Linked DNA regions of Sus scrofa: all the other regions are linked to region 2. Evidence: chromatin contacts called from public Hi-C and promoter capture Hi-C data. All regions are on one chromosome and are shown on one strand. The core of a region is the stretch at or near the end of the contact, and the rest is flanking DNA. Distances in the headings are between cores, read along the strand shown. Region 1 has its middle 530 kb from the start of ID2. Region 2 holds the start of ID2 (inhibitor of DNA binding 2, HLH protein). Region 3 has its middle 620 kb from the start of RNF144A.

Region 1 (2,700 bases), core at 39-2,538, 530 kb after region 2:
CCAGGAGCCAAAGGTGGAAATGGCAGCTGGGGGGCTATGAGGGGAGCACAGATTGTCCAGCAGGAAGCAGCCTAAAATGATTTTTTTGTTTCTTTTTTTTCTTTTTTTGGCTGCACCTGCGGCATGCTGATGTTCCTAGGTCAGGGATCAAGCCCATGCCACAGCAGCGACCCAAGCAGCTGCAGTGACAGCGCAGGGTCCTTAACATGCCGAGCCACAAGAGAACTCCCGAGAATTGCTTTTCTAAAATTTTGATGTACCATCTATTTTTATTGCTTTTCTCTGCCTATTTATCATCCATCTATGCATCTCTTGCCTGTTTCCACAAATGTCATGAAGTGACATAACATTTCAGACAATACAAAAGGAGAAGGGAATGCCTAAGGGACCTGGGGGCTAACTTACTTGCTTAGCCCTCCTGTCCTGGTCCTGGTTGCCGAGATGAATGGGGACTTTGGGGTAAGTGGAGTTCTGTTTCCCCCTAATGATCAGATGCTCTGTTCCTTCTTTTTCTCCTGGGCGTCTTGTGTATTGACAAGTGTTCTCCGGCTGAGTGTGTTCCTGTTAACACACTCAGCTGGCACACGCTGTACAACCAGCCAGTCATAACACAGTTTTTGTGTAAAGCTTTACAACGCTGACTAATTGATTCTTGGGGGAAAAGGATTACTTCTGAGAGTGGGGATTTTTGTGTCCTGTTTTGTTTTCTGACCTCTGTTCACCAAAGTCAGAGGATAGAGCCAGAGGACCTCAGGGTTTGGACATTGCCATTTTTTTTTCCCATATTTACCCTAGCTTGATCAAGGATGGGAGGGTGAGGGAGAGAGGGACTTTTATTTCTGCTCAGCTATGAGCATGCAGAATGATCTAGGAGTGGTCGCTTCACCTCTGTTTCCTTAGCTGTAAAAAGATGGGATGAATTAGATGCTCTCGGTTATACCTCTTAAGGCAAAGAATTCAGGAGTCTGCATACTTCCCGATCAAGACCTTTCCTGAAAAAAAACACATTCCTCCCAGCTTGCAAATCTCAGGATTCTGCCTCACATTCAGTTCTCAGTCCCTGGGCCTTATACCAGTTTTACAGCCCACTACAAGAGCTGAAGGGGCAAAAACAAAGATCGTGAAACACAAAGCAAGGCGTGAATCAGTCACTGAATCCCTCACTCCATACAGAAAATTATCGCCAGCTGTTGCCCAATTAAAGGCAGCAATCGCGAGGAGCTCCAGCGGTTCAAAGGAGAACGCGCATGCTGCATGCCTAGCCAAACCACTTCCACAAACACCCAGAGGATTGCAACATGAAAACACATTTTTTTCATAAGCTACGTTTGCATTTGCGTTAGAAGCATTCAACTCCAGGCTTGGTCAACCAGCGATGAGCCCTCTCCCCTCCACACTGATTTTGTCCAACCGGCCTTCAGCATCCACCAGAGGGGGGCTGAAAAGGACCCTCTTATTCTGAGTCTTATTCAAGACTGTCTTAAGCACTTACTTGTACTCTGCATGAGGAACAGATAAAGGCAGCATCTTGCCTTCTTGTGAATTCACCAAACACTCTATGTCTTCTGTGCCAGGTAGTTTGCTAAGTTTCCGAGTATAGAATCAATTAGACAGGTTTCCTGCTAGGAGGGAACACAAAGTCTGGCATAACTGACAGGTGTGGAGGCTGTAACACAATATTCCAACATTATCAGAGGTTTTCTAAGGAAGTTCTTTCAAATTCGCCTTTGTTCACAGTAATATTTCTATCATTTTAGGAACTTGGACCAAAAGGACATCATTATGCTTGGAAGAATCAGAGAAAGCTTCTAGAAGGAGCTGTATTCAGGCTGGGACAAAGGTGACGCATGCATGGCTAGTTTCTAAATTTACAATAATCCTCTATGATTAGGGATTTTTTTTTTTCTGGTCTGTGTTAAGGAATCTTTTCCTACCTTAAAATCAGACAGACAGTTTCAAGGGACAAAGGTAGTACTTTCTGTTATCTTATAAAACCTCTATAGTTTTTTCTTCTATGTTTAGGTTTATAATATATCTGGAGTTAATTTTTGTGCAGAGTGTAGCATTCCATAATTCTAAAAGATACATGCACCTCAATATTCATTGTAGCACTGTTTATGATAGCCAAAACGTGGAAGCAACCTAAATGTCCATTAACAGAGGAATGGATAAAGAAGATGTAGTGTGTATATACACAATGGAATATTACTCAGCCATGAAAAGAATGAAATCATGCCACATGCCAACATGGATGGACCTAGAGGAGATCATACTGATTGAACTCAGGTAGTGAAAGATACACATCACATGATATCACTTATATGTGGAATCTAAAAAAAGGATACAAATGAACTTATTTGCAGGATAGAAATAGACACAGATTTTGAAAACAAATTTATGGTTATCAAAGGGGACAGGTTGGGGGGAAGGACTGGGGATTTGAGATTGTCATATGCACACTAAGGTTTATGGAATGATTGGCCAAAGGTGACATGCTGTTTGGCACAGAGAACTCTCCCTAATATTCTGTGATCATCTATGTGGGAAAGGAATCTGAAAGAGAACAGATGTGTGTACATGTATAACTGACTCACTTTTTTTGTATAGCAGAAATTACCACAACATTGTAAATCAACTCTACTTCAATAAAACTTAAAAGATGAAAAAAAATAGAGGTCCATTGTCATTTTTTTTTTTTCC
Region 2 (2,700 bases), core at 109-2,608:
GGGAAGTCGGAATCCCACATCACAGGGGCTGAGGCACAGGGCAGCAATGCTTGGCTAGCCTGGTCCCAGAGGGCTGGAGTTTTAGGGAGGGAGGATCCCGATGGAATTTGCGGTGATAAGATTAATTACACGGGGGTTAGTACCTCGTAGTACCAGAGCATGAGCAGAAAACAGCCCAGGCATGATACTGGCACATAAAACCGGGACACAGTTACACAGTTTCCTCTGCCACCTTCCATAGTTACTGGCATTTTTTTTTTTTTTTTTAAGGAAAATCTTCCGTGAATTTGAGTAACAGGAGCCAGATGCCTCTTCACATCTAGTACACGTAAACAATGTACTACGTGTTATACAACCAAGTACACATTCATCTACCAAACCCAACATTTTACAGATTCGCAAGTACACGCGCGCGCGCGCGCACACACCCCGAGTGCCGGTTCACCGACCGGTGGCACAAGCAAACACTCACCATTTATTCAGCCACAGAGCGCTTTGCTGTCACTTGACATTAACTCAGAAGGGAATTCAGAAGCCTACGAGAGAACGGGGATAAAAGGCTCGACGTTAGACAACTTCAGGAGAAAGAGCTTTTTTTTTTCTTTTTCCAAGTAGCCCATAGAACAGCAAGTTCCAGTAAAGACGTTTACGCTAATTGCAGACTCAAAGATTGATGCGTTAACCTCTCAGAACTAACCTATCAGCAATTTCCCGCATAACTCAATCTACAGCAGATTTGTAAAAAAAAACAAAAAAAAAAAACAAAAAAAACTAAAACTAATAACAATGAAGTTAATTAGCTCATTTGTGAGTCACCGACTGCGGCCGGCGGTCTCGACAATGGGTCGGCCAGTGGCAGCCCAGGCATCGCCCGGCTGCGCGGCCGCGAGCGGGGCACCAGGAGCAGGTCTTACCTGCAAGGACAGGATGCTGATGTCCGTATTTAGGGTGGTCAGCGGCGTCCTGGATGCCTGGCTCTGCCCGGGTCGCTGGTGGTGCAGGCTGACAATAGTGGGGTGCGAGTCCAGGGCGATCTGCAGGTCCAAGATGTAGTCGATGACGTGCTGCAGGATTTCCATCTTGCTCACCTTCTTGTTCTGAGGGATGCTGGGCACCAGCTCCTTGAGCTTGGAGTAGCAGTCGTTCATGTTGTACAGCAGGCTCATCGGGTCGTCCACCGGGGTTTTGCTCCGGGAGATGCCCAGGCTGTGGTCCGAAAGGCTGTTTTTCCTAACGGACCTCACTGGACTGAAGGCTTTCATGCTGACCGCAGGAAAGAAGAGACCGGGAGGAGGGAGCGGGCTGCCCCGGAGCTCAGGACGCCGCCGCTGCCGCCGCCGCCGCCGCCTGCAGAGCTTCCTACGCTCGGCACCAGGCTCGGCTCAGAACGAAGCAGGGAGCCCGGCCGGGCGGCTTTTATCAGCGCTCGCCGGGGCCACACGATCCGGCTGCCTTGCGTCCCCATTGGTGGAGGGCGGCGCGTCCATCAGGCCGGGCGGGCACCCCCATTGGCCGGCGCGGGCGCGGGGCGAGCGCTCGGTCCTTCCGCGTTCGCAGCCAATCCCCGCGGCGCGAGCCCAGCTGGGGTGGTAAATAGAGTACAGTAAGCGCCGGGCCGGAGGGGAGCGCAGGGGAAGGGGAGGGCTGGGGGGAGAGAAGCGGGTGGGGGTAGAGGAGGGGGTCGCGGACAGGGTGGGGGAGGGGGAGACCCCAGGAACCTCAATGTGCATCTTAATCCCCTGTTAATCCCAACGGCGAGGCCGGACTCTCTCCCTAAGGTGTCTCCCGAGGAAGCCTTCTACACCTCGGGGCTTTGAGCATCCCTAAAACCACAGCCACCGAGGCCAGGTCTGCGCAGCGGAGGGAAAGCCACCACGGTCCCCTGCGCCCCACGGAATGTCAGCAAGATAGAAAGCATTTCTGAAGAAAGTGAAAACGCACATAAGTTTGCCGTCGCCAAGTGACGTCTGTAGTGTGAGTTGGGTCTCTTAAGATAAGGAAAAGCTTTGTAAAAAACAAAACCAAAATCACCCACGCGCGCATTCAACGACAGGTTTAGTGTGGGATCGTGCAACTCGGAGCAACGCAGGAGGCGTTGTTGTAAACTCGGTGAAGTGAGTGCTTATTGGAACCTGTGCTGATCGCTGAGGAGCTCTGAGCGCAGGACGCTTTCTGGCTTCCTTTTCTAGAAGGAGGAAGGGCTATCTATGATAATGATCCTACGAAGCGGAAATCATTAGGAGAATTTGCGTATGGAAGCTGTATTTACGTACACTGCCTTCCGAGGCTGCCAGTCTGTCCTCTGCAGTGTAGGTGGCAAAGTAAGGTGATTAATTATGCACAAGTCGTGATTTCTGGTGTCACATTCCAGTCCTACTGTATTTTTAAAGCTTTGTGACAGGTAGGTGGCTCCAGCCAGTGGTGGATATCTTCACATTGTTGTTGTTGTTTTGTTGCTGTTGTTGTTGTTGTTCTTTAAATCTGTCATATACCAAGTTTGGACTCTTTTCAGCACTAGCCTTAGGGGCAGGTTCAGGTTGTTTCCTTCCCTCTTTTCCCCTATTAAATCTTGAAGAACTTATTCTGCCATCTACATTTTCTACAAAGCTTGGAGTTACTTGCTCAAATCCTTTTCAGTTAATTCACACATTAATTCTAGCTTAACTGAAGACCATGATAAATTAGTGTGTTGAAAACCAT
Region 3 (2,700 bases), core at 150-2,649, 750 kb after region 2:
GAACTCCTACGCTCTTTTTTCTCTAGCAGATTTAGATAACACAAAAGCCTCCCTGGGTAAGCTTTTAGAATCACCATTGTCTCCTTAGTATTACATATATTTTATTAACATTATTAAATTGTTATTAAACTGAAAAAATTACATTGAAAAAAATTGAAATACTGGATATTATCCACTTCCATTTGTTATCTGAGAGGTCCTGATAGTCACTGTGTGATTAAGAACAACAATGTTAGTCACTATAACAATACACTACCTTTTGTATCATCAACTATTTTAGGAAGATTAATATGATATCATATACATGTATAATGGAATCACTTTGCTGTACACATGAAATTAACACAACATTGTAAATCAACTATACTTCAATTTTTTAAAAGTTCACACTAAAATAAATAAACAAATAAAATGGGAATTAAATAACAGCCATGCCACACATTCTCACACAGATGCCACCTATAGGGCAACTCCCTCACTTCTTTTTTCACTCTAAGCATCCTGCTCTGAGAGTTCCTGAGGCAAAGGGCCCAGGTGTTGTTTTTCCTGTATCCCTGGTGAAATTATGCTTGGTACACATTCAATACAAGTGTGGCACATGAAAATCATATGCCTTCTTTGTCTTTTAGGGGCAATGATTTCTAAAGCTTAGGTTGAATTTAGTGATAAAGAGGAAAGACAGGAAAGCAGTTTGGATGTAAGCAAAAAATAGCATACTCATTTCTGGCTTTGATTTCCTTAAATTCTCCCAAAGTCATGGACATCATTCTATCTAATTTAGTGATATTGAAGACTATTCACTGAGCAAATAGTAAAACCCATTTTCCATGGGTTCCTTATGTTTACACCAATCCTATTTAGTTAATGTTTGCATTTTCTGAAAATGTGCTTTCCATAGAGTAATTATGAGCCAAAGACAAAAGAAAATTGTAAATTAATCAGTGCTTAAACAGTAAGCACTATACCTAAGTAAAGGCTTAATGGGAGAAACACTGGAAAGGCAGAAAGCTTTTAAAGTGTGCATGTAAATGTAACTTGTGATGAACATTCCTTTCCTAATTTCATTTCAGTTCACTGGGTAGATATGAGGAGACAGTGTCTGGGTGTATTTGTACATCTTGCCTCTGTAACCCTGGAAGGGCCATGAAGTGATGTTATGTGAAAGCATCTTCTCCTCCTCCCAGCTGGTAATCAGTGAGGGTTCAGCTCTGAGGACTCAGTGGTCTGAAACAGCCAGGTACTCCTCCCTCTAGAGGGTCATACAGCAAACTCACACATGAGCTCTTGTTAATGTTAATGGGAGCCGCCTGTGGTTCTGCAGTGATTTAACCTTTCCTTACACAATTCCATTCTGGGAATCCAATTTGCCACTGTCATCCTTGTTTACCATGTCCTGGATTTAGGCCACCCACTTATCAAAGTCATGCTCTAAACCAGGCCAGTCAAATTGTCAAACAGTGTTATCCAAAGAAGTCTCCCCCAAAGATAAAAGGAACAGTCAATAGTTACACTTTTCTGGGCACTTTTTATGTTCCAAGTACTGCTGGTCATCTTACATATGTTATCTCTGGTTCTTACCAGCACCCTCTTGTCATTATTGAGAGCTGCTGTATCATGGACGTTAAGAGACTAAGACCCAGATAGACTGGTAGTACATCACAATGTGGCCATTTGCTCACCATGGGCCTTTGGACAAGTCATACAATTTCTCTCAGCCTCAGTCTTATCTGTAAAAAGGGGATACCACTGTCTACTTCTTAGATTGTGATCAGGACTGCCTCACTGTCACATGGAGGAAGATTTATAAACACTCCCATTATCTTCACTGTGTAAATTAGGCTGGGTTCAGGGAGGGGAAGAACCACTGTACCCCTCCAGCCTCCACGTCTCTCCTTGAGTTATACGCACAGAGCCCACTTCTCCAGGAACCTCATTGTAGGGGGAGGGGTATAGAGTTCTTCCAGGCACCTCACCAATGATTACTCAACTAATTTTTAAAGTCCATGTTCAAAAGGATTTTGAGTCTCTTATATTTGGAAAGGTCCATTTTGGAATCTCAATTTCACCCTCATCATGCTTGACTTTGTTATGTCCTTAAGAAAAACCTGTCAAAACCAAAGACTAAAAACAGGTCGTCTGGGACACCCATCATGGTTCAGTGGGTTAAGGATATGACTAGTATCCATGAGGATGTGGGTTTGATCACTGGCCTCATCCAGTGGGTAAGGAACTGGCGTTGCCAAGAGCTGCAGTGTAGATTGCAGATGTGGCTTGCATATGGCATTGCTGTTGCTGTGGTGTGGACCAGTAGCTGGAACTCAGATTTGACCCCTAACCTAGGAGCTTCCATGTGCCATGAGTGTGGCCATAAAAAGATAAATTAATAAGAGGTAGGCTGAAGCCCTTTGATGCTTGTCCTCCAGAGAAAGCTGAAAAGTGAGTGAAACATCGTCATTGCCATCATCTACTCATCTTGGGTCAATCAACACTGGTGGGAATTTGTCTTCACTAAACCCCAACAGTCTGCTGGACAGACACTTGTGTGTGACAACTACCCCATGGAACAGCTTCAAAGTCCTCTGTCAGCCTCAGAATTCACGAGGTCTTTTGCTGGAAGAAATTCTTTGCATAGCAGTCAATATCCACACAGTGCATTCAGAATTCCCAAACTGGGCTCGCTCTGCATATGTGTCTCTCATT

Evidence for each region. Promoter capture Hi-C pulls out the DNA fragments that hold promoters and counts their contacts. A called contact is a pair of places that touch in the nucleus more often than the background predicts.
Region 1: a contact with region 2 is called in a Hi-C map of embryonic fibroblasts, with 1.7 times the contacts expected there. A contact is called at or near these places in 2 of 5 promoter capture datasets (fetal skeletal muscle and liver), 3 of 47 Hi-C or Micro-C datasets (adipocytes, embryonic fibroblasts and liver) and 1 of 2 datasets of targeted methods (alveolar macrophages).
Region 3: a promoter capture Hi-C map of liver shows a contact between it and region 2, with 16 times the contacts expected there. A contact is called at or near these places in 3 of 5 promoter capture datasets (fetal liver, fetal skeletal muscle and liver), 15 of 47 Hi-C or Micro-C datasets (alveolar macrophages, embryonic fibroblasts, fetal heart ventricle and 9 more) and 1 of 2 datasets of targeted methods (skeletal muscle).

The regions. Positions count from the first base shown.
Region 1 is chr3:128,032,678-128,035,377 of Sscrofa11.1, forward strand. No RefSeq gene overlaps it. Among named protein-coding and RNA genes, the nearest start is that of ID2, 530 kb to the left of the region's middle.
Region 2 is chr3:127,501,849-127,504,548 of Sscrofa11.1, forward strand. It overlaps ID2 (inhibitor of DNA binding 2, HLH protein), which reads right to left and starts at 1,359. Exons shown (of 3, transcript NM_001037965.1): 1 at 915-1,359; 2 at 473-536. The coding sequence starts at 1,262. The coding sequence ends at 480. It overlaps LOC106509912 (a long non-coding RNA gene), which reads left to right and starts at 1,661. Exons shown (of 3, transcript XR_002342872.1): 1 at 1,661-2,401.
Region 3 is chr3:128,250,147-128,252,846 of Sscrofa11.1, forward strand. No RefSeq gene overlaps it. Among named protein-coding and RNA genes, the nearest start is that of RNF144A, 620 kb to the right of the region's middle.